2 separate regions of the Hordeum vulgare genome follow, and region 1 is linked to region 2. The links are chromatin contacts, called in public Hi-C maps. All regions are on one chromosome and are shown on one strand. Each heading gives the region's core, a stretch centred on a gene start, on an enhancer-like site or on the middle of the called end of the contact. The rest is flanking DNA. Distances are from core to core; before and after follow the strand shown.

Region 1 (6,568 bases), core at 1,564-4,063, 200 kb before region 2:
CATAAATTACTAAAATGTTTGGGAATCGATGTTCTATCTTTCCAAATTTGTTCAAAAATTTGATGTTTGAAACTGTAGATGAATCAAATTGGAAAATGTCCATTTTACAATTTCAAGCAATGTCCTTGTTTTCAAATTTTTCCCATATTTTCAAATTGGAAAATGCCCATTGTCCAATTCCAAATGTCCATATTGCAATTGAAAATAATTTCCATGTTTTCAAATTTTGTTCATAAATTCAAATAATTGCTTGCAATTTTGAAAAATGTTCTCATTTTAATAAAAAATCCTGATTTTCCAAAAAAGCACTAGTTTTACAAAATTGTTTTAAATTTGGGGAAATATTGTTGTTTCTAAATTATTTTATTTTTTTGCAAGAAAATGTTTGATAAACCTATATAATGGTCATGTTTTTTTTTATATGTTTGAGGTTTTATTGTGCTGTTCAAAATGTTGGAAATGTTCTCGTCTCACAACATATATTGTTCACAAACTACAAAAAAATTTAAAGACATGAACATTTTATGAGTATGTGAACAAAATATGAAATTACAAACATTTTTTGAATCTTTCAACATTTTCCTTTTATTAAAAATGCAAACATTTCGTAAATACGCTTTGTTTTATAATTGAGTGTTTTGTTTTAAATTTCTAACTAAAAATGGAAACGGTACATTTTCACAATTGTTCAAAAAAAAAACTTGAACATTTTTTAATTCATGAACAAATTTGAAAAAGTAGGAACGATTTTGAAATAAGAATAGTTTCTTAAACTCTAAACAATTTTGAGAAGCAAGGTTTACCTTTTGAATTTCGAGCAAATGTTTGATATTCTAGAATTTCTTTTGAAATAAAAAAAGAAACTATAAATAAAACAAAATGAAATAGATAAAATGGAAAGAAAAATTAAACAAGTACACAAACAGTAAATGTTTTTGAAAAAGTAAATAGATTGAAAACGCGAAAAAATCGCGAACATTTTTAGAACATATTTTGATTTAGGCACACATTTTTTCAAGTTGTTGAATTCATAATTTGAAAGATTAGTTTGGTTGGGAGAACAATTTTTGTAATTGCAACCATTACCTTGAAAAATGTGAACAGTTTTCCAAATATATGAGCATTTTTTAAAACAAATTTTTGTTAACTTTACCAAAAGGTTCAAAAGTTCGAAATTAAATTAAATTTGGGAACATTATTTTATCAAATTTTGAATATTATTTTATAAACGAAATTATTTTTGGAAACCCAAATATAATTTGAATTTTCACATAATTTTGAATTCTAAACTTTTTTAAATTTGCTAACTTTTGAACGAAGAAATAAAGAAGGAAAGAAATGTAAAAAAGAAGAAAGAAATAGGAAAGATAAAAAAGAAATTAAAAGAATTATAATCAAAAAGGAAATAAAGGAAAAAGAAAAACCCAAATAAAACAGCCAGCAAAAACAATAGAGAAAAAACGTTTCAGGGAACTTTTAGAAGCTTCCCAAAACCAGGAAAAAACTATATGCCCGCAACACTACTAACCGCTGAAATATCGTTTCGCAACGCTTGACCAATTTAACGCAGAGTGCGCTAAATAGAAAATTCCCATCCATTTGACAAACCCTATTTGACGCTGCAGGCTCCCATTGTAGAGCATTTTTGTAATGGGTACCTGCACAGCACACACCCTGCCGCGATTTTAGCCGGCCCATTTCATGTTTTCGAGTCCTGTTTAAAACTTTGAAAAGGATACAAGAAATCCGATTTTCAGGGATTGAACGCGAGATCAATACGTTAGTATTGCACCATACTAAACCACTAGCTCACCTTGATGCTTGCGATTGCCTACTTCTTCTTTCATATTTCTGTGTATAGAAAATGCCCCCTAGGTTTCCTTGTGTATTTTCTTTTCTTTTTTGGTTTCTGGTCTATTTCCTATTTCCCTCGGTTCATGAATATTTTTCAAATCAATGCACTTTTTCAATTTTGATGAACCTTTTTAAAATTAGATTAACTTCTTTGAAATCAATGAACTTTTCTTGGTGAACTTTCTTTAAAAAATAGATGTATGGTTTCCAATTCGATGAACCTTTTTTTCAAACCTGAAGAACTTTTTCAAGTTGATGAACATTTTTCAATCTTGCCAAACTTTTCTGAATTCGATGAACTTTTTAAAATACAATGAAAGTTTTTTGGATTTGATAAAAAATCAATTCGATGAACCTTTTTTTCAAACTCGAATTGATTTTTTCAATTTGATGCACCTTTTTCAAATCTGATCAACTTTTTCGAAATTCATGAACTTTATGAAAATTCGATCAACTTTCTTTAGAATAGATGGACTTTTTCCTAAATTTATGAACTACTTGAACGTATCTATTTCAAATTTGATGAACTCTTTCAAAAACGGGTGAACCTGTTTTTTAAGTTGATGAACCTTTTTCATTCCCAAGAACCTTTTCCAATTTGTATGAACCTCCTTCTGAAATTCCTAGCTGTTTTCGTTATTTTAGAATTATTTTCTTAGTTTATACTTTATTTTGGAAATAATTTATTTTGTCTATTATATTTTAACTAAAGGAAATAATTTATTTTGAAAGGTTCAAATTAGTACCTTGTCCTCTCGCAGTCAACGAAAATTAGCTTGATCTGGTGGTTAGGAGCTAAAGCCATCAGCGTTCGCGTGGGGAGTTGGAACACGTTGAAAGAACTTTTTTATGTTTTTTCTGCTATATTTTAAAGCAGCTTCCTCGGATTATTGGGCCGGCCCAGCAGCATGGCGTGTGAGCGCCAGTTACAGTAACTTGCGCAGGTCCCCTCCGGATTTGGTCATTCTCGCTCACCTTGTTGGTCTCAAGGCCGACAAATATAAGGCCGCGATGAACCCCGTCAAGTAAGACGAGAGTGTCACAAAACTTCAACGTGTTCTCAAGAATTAAAAAAGAAGGCGCGGTCGAACTTCCGTGATCCATCTCCGTGCACGGACAATTTGAAACGAAGAACAATTTTGAAAAAGCCCGAAATTTGTTGGAAGCGCGAACAAATTTTTAAAGCATTAACATTTTTTTTATTTTTAGAATTTTGTTAAAACCGAGAACAATTTAAAAAATCCTGAAAAATTTGCAAGCACGGATAATTTTTTATAGCAAGAACATTTTTTGGATTTTTACAACAAATTTTGAAATAGGTAAAATAATGAATCTTAAGAACAAATTTCAAAACCGAGAACATTTTTAAAAAAATATAGAAGATTTGTTCAAATCAAGAACAATTATTGAAAATTCAAAATAAAATTGAAACAAAAACTGAAAAGAATAAAAAAAGGAGAAAAAAGAAAAAACGGTTTAAGGAACCTTCCCAAAGATGGAAAACCCCGGCTAAAACCTTTGGAAGGTTCCCAAAACCGGGTGCTGCAACCCTGCTAAATGGGTCAGCCCATTTAAAATCGACCCCCTACCGCTTTGTGCGAAGCTCCGACACCACTTCGCGCAAAACAGATAGGGTTTTCCAAAAATCACCTGCCCTTTGTGCGAAGCTCCGACACCACTTCGCGCAAAGCGGATAGGGTTTTCCGAAAATCACCCGCCCGCAACACTACGCTAACCGCTAAAATGGCCCCCAGCCCACTGATCGCTTCGCGAGCCTGGCCTGTGTGAAGCTTAGCCAATTTAACGCAGGGTGCGACAAATACGAAATTCCCATCCGCTTTGCTCATTCTCGCTCATCTTACGGCGAATGGTCTACCCGCTGGGTAGAAAGGTCGACACATATATGGCAAGGCCGCAAAGAAGCCCATCAAGTAAGACGCAGGGTGTCCCAAGGAACTTCAACGTTGTCAAAAAAGAAAAACAAGGAACTCTAACGTGTTCAAGAATGAAAAAAAAGCGCGGTAGAACTTCCATGATCCATCTCCGTGCACGGGCACCAGAAGACGGTGACCCGCGCGCGAATGCTCCCGACGGCGCAGAGCTCGACCGGTAGCCGTGATGGGCGGCCGGTGAGAGAGGCAGGTTACCTCGCCGCCGTCGTCGCGAACCTCGTCCCAATCTTTCAATCAATTTTTTTAAAAGGCAGATGTCGATGCAGTCTTTATCTAAAAAAAAGATGCTGATGCAGTGGCGAGTGCCGAACTCCGTCGATCCTCCATCCACCCGCGAGTTGGAGCCGCACCAGACCAACTCTAGCGCGCGATCCCATCCGTACGTTGTTTTGTGAGGATTCTGTCCGTTTAGAGCGGGTGATGGGATCGAGCAAATCACTCTAATTCGTCCACGCCTACGAATCAGTCGACATTTTGTCCGGGCCATTTTCTCGGGTGCGGTGGCCGTGCGCCCAACGCTGGTCGCATCCTGTTCGCCTCATTTTCATACACAAGCATTCGAATAGCCATGGCCCATAGATCATGCAAGCGGTCCTAGATCACGCCGGCAGCACAACCAGCCTACACGTCCTCGCCGGTAACACAGCCAGCGGCTGGCAACACAGCCGACCTCTAAAACAATAGGTTCTTCGCCGGCAACACAGCCGACCTCCAAAAGAATAGGTTTTTCGCCGGCAACACAGCCAGCGGCCGGCTCACCATGCCAGCCTCCTAGTTCAGAACATGAGCGTTGATGTTACGATCGCTCGTAAATTAGTAGGGTGGAAACAACTTTCTTTCATGACATGTTTTGTGAACTCTTGTCCAAAAAATAATTTCCTTTTGTTGCACACCGACTCTAGGATCTTGGCCAATCTCCTTTCAACTTCCGCAAATCAACTTGTCCTCATCTTGTGTCTATGATCCCGTACGAATGCTCTTCTTCCTCATTTGAGCTTCCGCTCTTTGGGTGAGCTCATTGATTACAATGCCTCGCTCGCAATATCGACGTTGTTCTTTTCTTTTTCGTCACCTTCGCAATATATGTCATCTTCTTCATGCCACGAGTCACCATGGTCGGTCTCAAAGTCGGTCGGGCTTATTTTCTTTGCATCTCGACGGACGGGCGACCGCCACTGCAGGACCCTAGCGTGACGTTGAGGTCGATGACGGACGAGGGGCACGGCATGGACGGCGTGATCGCGCTGACTTCCGACGTCCCCGACAAACAGATCTAGGCTTGGCACCTAGGCGGAGGGAAACCGGGCGACAACGGCGTGGTCGACGACGTCGGGGAGGGGCACTGCGGAGGCCGGACGACCGACGAGCACGACGGGCGCAGCCGCCAAGCTCGTCGGACGGCACAATCCCATCACGAGGAGGGTGAGCGCTTTGCTGACAATGTCCTCCTTCTCTTGAGCATCGGCCTTCTGCCGCGCAGCCTCCACCGCAGTGAGCTCGATGGCGTACACGATCGCGGCGTCCTTCCTGTCCCGCCGGTTCCGTCCCTTGACCGATTCCGCGTCCAACTTTGGGAGCTCCTCCGGCGCGAGTTCCGACCGCGGCTTCTTCGTGGCCTGGGACGCCTTCTTCTTCTTCCCGTTGGTGGCCGGGACGACGGTCGGGTCGCCAAAATTCGACGGGGGATCGTCCATGGTGGGAGGGTGACGGATGGGGCGTGGAAGGGTTTTGGAGGAAAAAATAAAATGGAATGGGGCGTGGGGGCGGGAAGGCCGTGCTGCTTTGTGCCACCGACGGACGGGTCAAGAAAGGACAGACGCGTGCATTATCCGTTTCACCTTAAAACCGAACTAAGTTTGAATCGAGAATGAGTCAAAAACGAACAGAAAACAAACAAATGTTTGTTTGCACCCGAACATTGGACCGCCTGACGTGTTTGTTTTGTCCCGAACGGACTCGGGCGAACAGAATAGAGTGGCCCGGTGGAGTTGGCCTGAAACCGCAGATACGTTTCCTTTTCTATTCTACTGGAACTTGGCGACCTACCGCACCTGACACCACCACCATGGAGATGAGAGGAGAGGATAGTACTTGCACGCACGCACGCACGAGGGGGCATTGCCAAAAGCTTGGTACGTCGCTGGCTCCCACACGACACGACCACACACCCATGAACTGCTACTGCTACTGCTCGCTTTATCGACCCAACTGCTTGTATCTTTTGATGACCACAGCTGTATCTATTTGCTTCCGTCTTTTGTTTACATTATTATTACTGTTATTATTATATAAATCTAGGGTTAGAGCATTGCAAAAGGCAACTGCCTTTCTTTTTAGGAATAGAATGGGTGGAAAGTGGTGGGTGTGATCCTTGGAGAACGAGAGATCATGTTCATGTCCTATGGTACAGAGAGAAGTCATCTACCAAGCTCTCCTATACCTACCTAATTACTACTTCCTTCGCCCCGAATATCCTTTTCTGCGACAAGTAATTCGGGACGATGGGAGTATTACGAAACTTGTGTATGAGTTGTTGTGGCCTGATTTGGTTGCAAGAAAAAAAAGCCCGGGCCCATCCCGTGAAATTTGGAGGTGGGGGGACGATTAGTTTAGGGAAAGGAAAAAATCCGTAGTATTACGTAGCAAAGTTTCCAGTTTTTTTGTTCATCTAGCACACACATTTGGGGGTAGTTTAAACATGACGAATGTTTTTGGTGGAAAGAAAATCAATGTGTTTGAGGTACTCTCGTACTAAATCAATG
Region 2 (7,156 bases), core at 1,037-3,536:
GTTTCCGGGTGAAACTTGGAACAGGAAAGTGATTTTTTTTTTCTTCAGTTTTGCTAAAACAGATTTAGATGCGAAGTAAGTATTGCATATTTAAGTCCTATACCGTTGATCTTACGTGAAGATTTGTGCGTGTAATTTCTTTTCTTTTTTCCTTTATTCTTTGTGCTTGATTTAGTCATTTAGAAAAGGACCATGCATCATCACCGTTCACCGACAATGCTAAGAGGACACGTTATGGGCGATCGTGAATGTCGGGTTTCAGGGTGGAACTTGGAACAGGAAAGAGGTTTTTTAGTTTTGCTAAAACAGAACTAGATGCGAGATAAGTATTGCTTATTTAAATCGTACTATCATTGATCTTACGTGAAAATTTGTGTGTATTTCTTTTTTCTTTTTCTTTTCTATGCTTGCTTATTCATTTAGATATGCAATAATTATGTCACATCTGGATGTATTTTTTTTGTTGGGTTTCATGACTCAGATCTGTGCAAAAGATATCTGCCCATCTTTTTGCATTTGGTGAGGACTACTTCCTGAAACCTGCTAAAAATTGGGTCAACTAAATCATGCCTTTGTGCCAACAAAAATCATGGAGGGCTCAGCATTATTGCACACTGTCTCCAGATCATTGGCTCGATCAGATCCCTCCTGTTCACCAAAAAAACAGACTCCTGTTCATCAATCAAAAAAGAAAGAAATTAAAAATAAAACTGACTCCTGTTCGTCCACCGTTTCTCTCGCTGTGGTGAGTGTGATCTCGCACTGCTCCGGCTGGGGACAGGACAATCTACAAGTTGCTGCGATGCTCCATTGGCCAACCAACAGAGAGGACAGCTCCCACGAGGCGCCACCTTTCATCCATGGATCTGGAGCCGCTCCAGCTCGGCCAATCCAGCCTCTCCCACGAGCATAGCTAGCCCTCTCCCACTGTCGATCACGATCAGCGTGGTAAAGCCGGCATTGCTGCCCTAGGGAAGTGCCAGTGCTAAACGATTGCCATATGCAGTTAAATGCCTTGCACAAACCATGCCAAGAAAATGCCATTGTCCGGAGGGGCAGTTGCATGCATGGGGCATGCACATGCGAGGTTGAATTCTGCTCCTATGGCACCAGAGAGATTTGCAAAGGCGTCAGTGCTGTTGCTTGTGTAGTGTAGATCTACGGCAGAGCAGAGGGCTGCGTGCTTCCCTCCAATAACTCGTGTGCATGCATGCAGGTGGCAGCCACACTGTGACGTGTACAATTAAGAATTAAGAGACCACAAACACACACAAGAAGATAAGGAGAAGCAAACAAGGGTCAAGGGGTGTGGTGTGGTTAGGCAGTGGCACAGCAGGGCAAGGTAGTTTGGGACCAAGTTATTGCTCCCTTGGCTTTGTTTATTATAGCTCTTGATATGTTATATTATTTCCACAGGCGTTGTATAAGTAGTGATCACATCATATATATGCTGATCCGCAGGCTGAAACCATGTTTGAGCCATGCATTTATTTTTCCTTTCTCTTTTCACCTTGTGAAAGCCAAGGCTAGGGAATATTGCTCATCATTTAGATGCCCCAAGAGACAATGGACTTCTTGGTAGGACGAAGGACGTGAAATTGTGACGGCCAAAGATCACACGGCTATATATGTGCGTGTGAGATGACGCAGTGACATGCGGAAAAGGAGCAAAAGAAAAGCATGACTTGTACACCAGAATGGCGATCGTAATGGATTTTCGCTTTCATGTCCTGTCATCAATCATACTTTCAAAAATCTACATTCACCTAGATATTCCAACTGGACATAGACAGGGCGATCTTCTTTTTAGCCTCAACGAGAGGTCGAGAAAGAAATTCCTTGCTTCAAAACAAATTATATAAAAATATAAAATCCTGAGTGGTTCTATCGGCACGACGTGGTGAAAGTTTCATATTAGCCCCCATTATCGCAAACAAAGGAAGAAGAGTCTACTTGCTGTGCCCGACCTACTGCACCATATTGTAATCTTCTGAGGATTATGCAAGCTAAATTTGAAATTAGCAGGTACAGTAGAGCAGGGAGTCCCAAGAACGGAACTTTGAAGAAGGCCAGGCCAGGCCAGCCAGCCAGCCAGCCACATCATCTGCTGAAATCGTTTGTGGCGAATCATGAATGAGGATGTGGTTGCAGCACTGTTGGGCGGTCAAAGCCTTTCCCGTTCAAACCCAGCGCACTGTAGCCCTCTCATCGCAAAGCCAAGGCAGCGTGTGTAGTAGCGTGTACCACCCCTCATCCAGCCCCATCGTTAGCTAGCCGGGGGCCCGGGCCAGCGCTGTGCATGCAACGCCCAAGGACTTGCTTTCATATCATATGCGGTCACATGGAGCTTCCGTGGTCGTGGAAGGGGCTCGAGTGCTCACGAAAAGGCGGCAGCTGCACAGTGCTGAACAGGGCGAGAAAGGGATGGAGTGATGGATGGATCCTCCTCATCTTTGGCAGTAGGTTGGGATGAGGAGGAGGAGATGCATGCTGCTGCCTCGATGCATCAAAAGAATGGGAGGGGAGAGTGCCGTGCCTGTGAAAGTGCCGCTGCGGTGGATGAGATTGAGGATACGCACGGCTGGTGGGGTGGCGTCGTCCACTCTTTTTTATCATTGCCATGATGCGCCATGGCGAAAGACGATGATGCCGGGGGGAGGAGATGCGCGTATCCGGCCTTGCTCTTGTCTTCTCTTCAGGTTCTGCGGAAAGCTGGTGCGACGTTCTCAGCTTTTGTGTGTCGTGGATACGATGGTGCTGGTAAACCCGGGGAGAGGCCCGGTGGAAAAAACTTCACACCACTTGGCGAAATTATGCCATATTTCATGGGCTATGACGATCTACAATCCAATCCCTTGCATCTGTTTCAAACGTCGGGCACGATGTGCCGTGAGTGACCGGTCACAAAAAACGTTACCCAACTGAATCTCTCATATCCATTTCGAACGTCCGGACAGACCGACACCCTTCATACCCATCTCAAATATGAGGACAATATAAGGGTTTCCGGACACGTCCAGTCAATCCGCCGTGTAAATGTGACCCCATCCTGGACAACATTTTCTTTGTTTTTTCTTTATTTTCTGCTTTCTCTTTATTTTTTCCACCAATCACATGCAAGCGAAAAGACGTATGAAAAAGAATATGAAAAGTTTGCCTGCACAAATGAAAAAGTAGAGGCTCAAAACAGACACGCTCGGTCACTGAGTGGTCGGATTTGTCCAGTCCGGTTGTAGATGCTCTAAGGGCATCGTCAACCCACAAATTTCCTTCAGTATCTGTCTATGGATAGAGAATCGGTTCACGAACACGGATGCGAAAGCCGATCATCCAACAATGTTCACATACATCCAGACCACCTTTAAAAAAGAGAGTCCACATATTTAAATAGCCGCATACATGGAGTACAGACGTTCAAATAGCCACATGCAACAGTATGGCTACTTTGACACAACCAACTCGTTTTTCATACATCATAAATTCCGGCGGCGTTTTCGTATGGCTAGACATGTTTTAAACCATATTAAAGAGGGGCTGGTCGGATACGATAACTATTTCAAGTGCAAAGAGGACGCCCTTGGAAATATTGGCTTCTCATATTATCAGAAATGCAGTGCAGCCATACGGATGCTTGCATACTGAGTGCCCGATGATCTCATTGATGAGAACGACCATATGAGCGAGTCTACATGCCTAAAGTCCATGTACAAGTTCTGCAAGGCTGTGATTGTTGTGTTTGACCCTGAGTACTTGAGAGAGCCGACTCCTCAAGATACAACCCGCTTGTTGGTGATGAATGCCAGCAGGGGCTTTCCAGGGATGCTTGGCAGCATAGACTGCATGCACTAGGAGTGAAAGAACTGCCATACCACTTGACAAGGCCAGTATAAGGGCCATGTCATGGCTAGCATTGTCATACTTGAGCCATGGCCTCACAAGATCTCTGGATCTGGCATTCTTTCTTTGGCATGGGCGGATCACGTAATGATATCAATGTGCTTCAATGCTCACCGGTGTTTGCAAGGCTTGTGGAAGGCAACAAATCACCGATGAATGTTACCATCAACGACCACAACTATGACAAAGGATACTACCTAGGTAACGGTATCTATCCTCAGTGGATCGCTATTCTGAAGACAATCGCCGACCCTATCAAAGAGAAGAGGAATTTTTTTGCCAAAGAGCAGGAGAGTGCTAGGAAGGATGTCGAGCGTGTCTTTGATGTTTTGCAATCTTGATGGGGCATCGTTCGGTACCCTCCTAGGACTTGGAGCACCAAGAAGGTGTGGGAGGTGATGACAGCTTGTGTGATTATGCACAATATGATCGTAGAAGATGAGCGTTCAAAATGTATCTACGATTAAGGGTTTCAGTTTCAGGGTGAGAATGTTGTGCGTGAGCATGGAGGAGCGGCAACGTTTGAACAATTCGTTCAGTTTCATTATTAAATACGTGATTGGAAAACTCACATGCAACTGCAAAATGATTTGATTGAGAATATGTGGGCTCATGTTGACAATCAATAGATATATATTTTTCCATATTTATTTGAGACAATTTCATTTTTATTCGATTTGAAAAACTATACTTTATTTATTTCAAAACTATGTTTTTTTTTGGTTGTGATACTATGCTACTATTTATATGGTGTTTGTCAAATAATGTAAAATATATGCATATTTGATGAAAAAGAACGGCCAGCCAGCCACGTCAAGCGGGCGATCGGTCCAAATAAACAAAAAACAAACAAAAGCGTCATCCGTTTAGTTCGACGCGTTTAAGCGATCGGTCCAAATAAACAAAAAACAAACAAAAGTGTCATCCGTTTAGTTCGACGCGTTGAAGTTGGTCTAAGACCTGCACTATGACATGAAAAAAAAGTGAGAAGTTTTGAAGTACTAAAATTTGCTTGAATAGATCTCGCTAGTCTTTATTTGCGAAAATGATGCACTTACGGACTACCTACAGAATTGACTTATGGACCCTTCCCACTAACGAATCCTTTTACCCCGTGAATTTAACCGTGGGCCTTTTTTCCTCATTTTTCTCCAACGAGCAAAGGCCATAGAATCATGTAAGCTAATTCCTTAAGCTGTCCGTCCGTATGTTTATCTTTATTTAGGTGGGAGTGCATGAAAAGTTTTCGGCTTACATTAACAAGGTCAACTCAGTTCTGGCAGGAACCGATCGAAAAAAAAAAAACTCAGTTCTGGCAGGAGAACGGCGCCAACAGCTCGTTTTAACAACCGTAGCGGTCATTTGCTGGTCCAGAGGTTTAGATGTAATTTCTATTATGTTTAATTAAGGTGCTCTGTACTTGTAATGATATTTCACAATATACTTAAATTGTTTTCGAATAAAAAGTCAGGTGAAAATTGCGAAATTCATTATTTGAAGGCAAAGGCGCCATGGGCCGGAAACCTTGCAAGAACACCGCATCTCTCAGTGGGCTAAACTAACCAAAGCAAGGAGGCAAATGGCGAAACTCTGGCCGAGAAATCGATATGGGCCAAAAAGGACCGGAAAATCAACCTCTCGGTATTCTACGTGTGTCAAACATTAGTTCACGGTGTGAAAGAAACCGGAGCCGATGCAGGAGACGGCGGTGCTGGTCTCATGATGCGCGTATTGCCATGCATGCACGGGCCTCATGATGCATGCGCGTCTCGCTTTCCCTTGCCCGTCATCTCATCTCACGCACCTATGCTACGCAATGCAATGGAATCGATGGTGGACGCAGAGGGATTTGACAATACGGCACACAATCCGGCATCTAACGTCTTCGTTTCGAGAAAAGAGCGGATAGATCAGAGCGCACCTGTCAACAATACGGAGCACACCAAGCCGGCCAGAAACGAGAAGATATATAGGATCGATGCTGCTGCATGATCCGGTTCGCCGGACGCCGTCCACCTCGCAAAGTGACGTCCCGGTTCGCCGGACGCCGTCCACCTCGCAAAGTGACGTCGAGCTCGACCAGTGATTCCATGCTTTTTATCCATACATGCAAAGGTATGCATGCATGGAGCTGGCCATCAAGTGGCAACGATCGATGGATGTCCAAAGCTCACTTCTTTGTGCCTAGCACTAGCAGCCGATCGATCAAGTGACAAAACTCCTCGACGTGTCACACTCGCACACGCATCGGACCTGCGGATACTTGACGGTAACCAGCCGGTGAAGCTCCGAAAGGAGAAAAGGGGCGTGCAGAGCTGTCATTGGGACACTTGTAGCTCGGCGGCAACGCGTGGTGTGGAGGGCCCTGGTGCAGAATTGCGGTGATGATTCTATAGCTAGCTCTAGGCACTACCTAAACACAGTGATCGAGCACACTGATAGCTAGTGGTAGATCGTAGGGTTGGTGTTCATGCGTCGGACGCACGCTAGCTGGTCAACATGGGTGATCAGGAACGACTGCGCAGGCATCTTATCAGATACTGGTCTGGAACCTTGTGTGTCACTGGGTTGATTGCTCACAACTCTTACCCTGTAGTAGCACAGAGAGTTAACTGGGATGATGTGGAGTTTTGCTATGGAAAACGATGGTAAAAGTACCTGGGATCTTAATGCCTTTTCCATCATATGCGGGCTTGTAGAGAGCAGGTTAGTGCCGATCGTCGAGTCATTCGGGGGGAGTCAGATGAGTCAAGGAGTTGTGCCAGTCCCACGTTCGGTCGTCATCGTCTCAATGAGTCATCGACGTCGTCATGTCCAAGTGCTCGTCTTGGTGATGATACGCTGGTGTTGAAGCGGCGTTCATGGTGTTCCGTGAGTCATATCTATGTGCTCATGGAGGGTCTTGGTTGCGGCTAGTATGGATTCGTTGTGATGCCGAAGACGGATGATGGTAGTCGAATCCATCGTAAAGAGAGGAGATGTGCGAGCGGTGGAGAGTGGATCTATTGCAAGCATGTATAACTAAGGTGCGAACCGAGTGCAAGACAAGACCGAGCAATGGCGGTAGCACAACATGACAGGGTAAGAGAGGCACATTGGATGTTTCCACACGGTCATACTTAATGTACGGATATGACCCTTGAAGATCAAGCTCAAGTATATGATGGGATAATGACCAGGTAAGTTGAACGACGTGAGTCTTCGAGGGGTGCTTGGATCTGGTCATCTTTCCAAACCCACAAGCCTCGCAGAGATGATC

What was found. Hi-C and Micro-C count contacts between places; a contact is called where the count stands out from the background.
Region 1: a Hi-C map of leaf shows a contact between it and region 2, with 4 times the contacts expected there. The contact joins two enhancer-like sites. A contact is called at or near these places in 4 of 6 Hi-C or Micro-C datasets (leaf and seedling).

What each region holds. Positions count from the first base shown.
Region 1 is chr4H:574,720,251-574,726,818 of MorexV3_pseudomolecules_assembly, reverse strand. No RefSeq gene overlaps it. Among protein-coding and RNA genes, the nearest start is that of LOC123449660, 55 kb to the left of the region's middle. Within about 2 kb of position 2,813, at least 2 of the 3 cell types and tissues checked have open chromatin away from gene starts, as enhancers often do. A contact at or near this core is called in leaf, where this site is marked.
Region 2 is chr4H:574,521,346-574,528,501 of MorexV3_pseudomolecules_assembly, reverse strand. No RefSeq gene overlaps it. Among protein-coding and RNA genes, the nearest start is that of LOC123450791, 100 kb to the right of the region's middle. Within about 2 kb of position 2,286, at least 2 of the 3 cell types and tissues checked have open chromatin away from gene starts, as enhancers often do. A contact at or near this core is called in leaf, where this site is marked.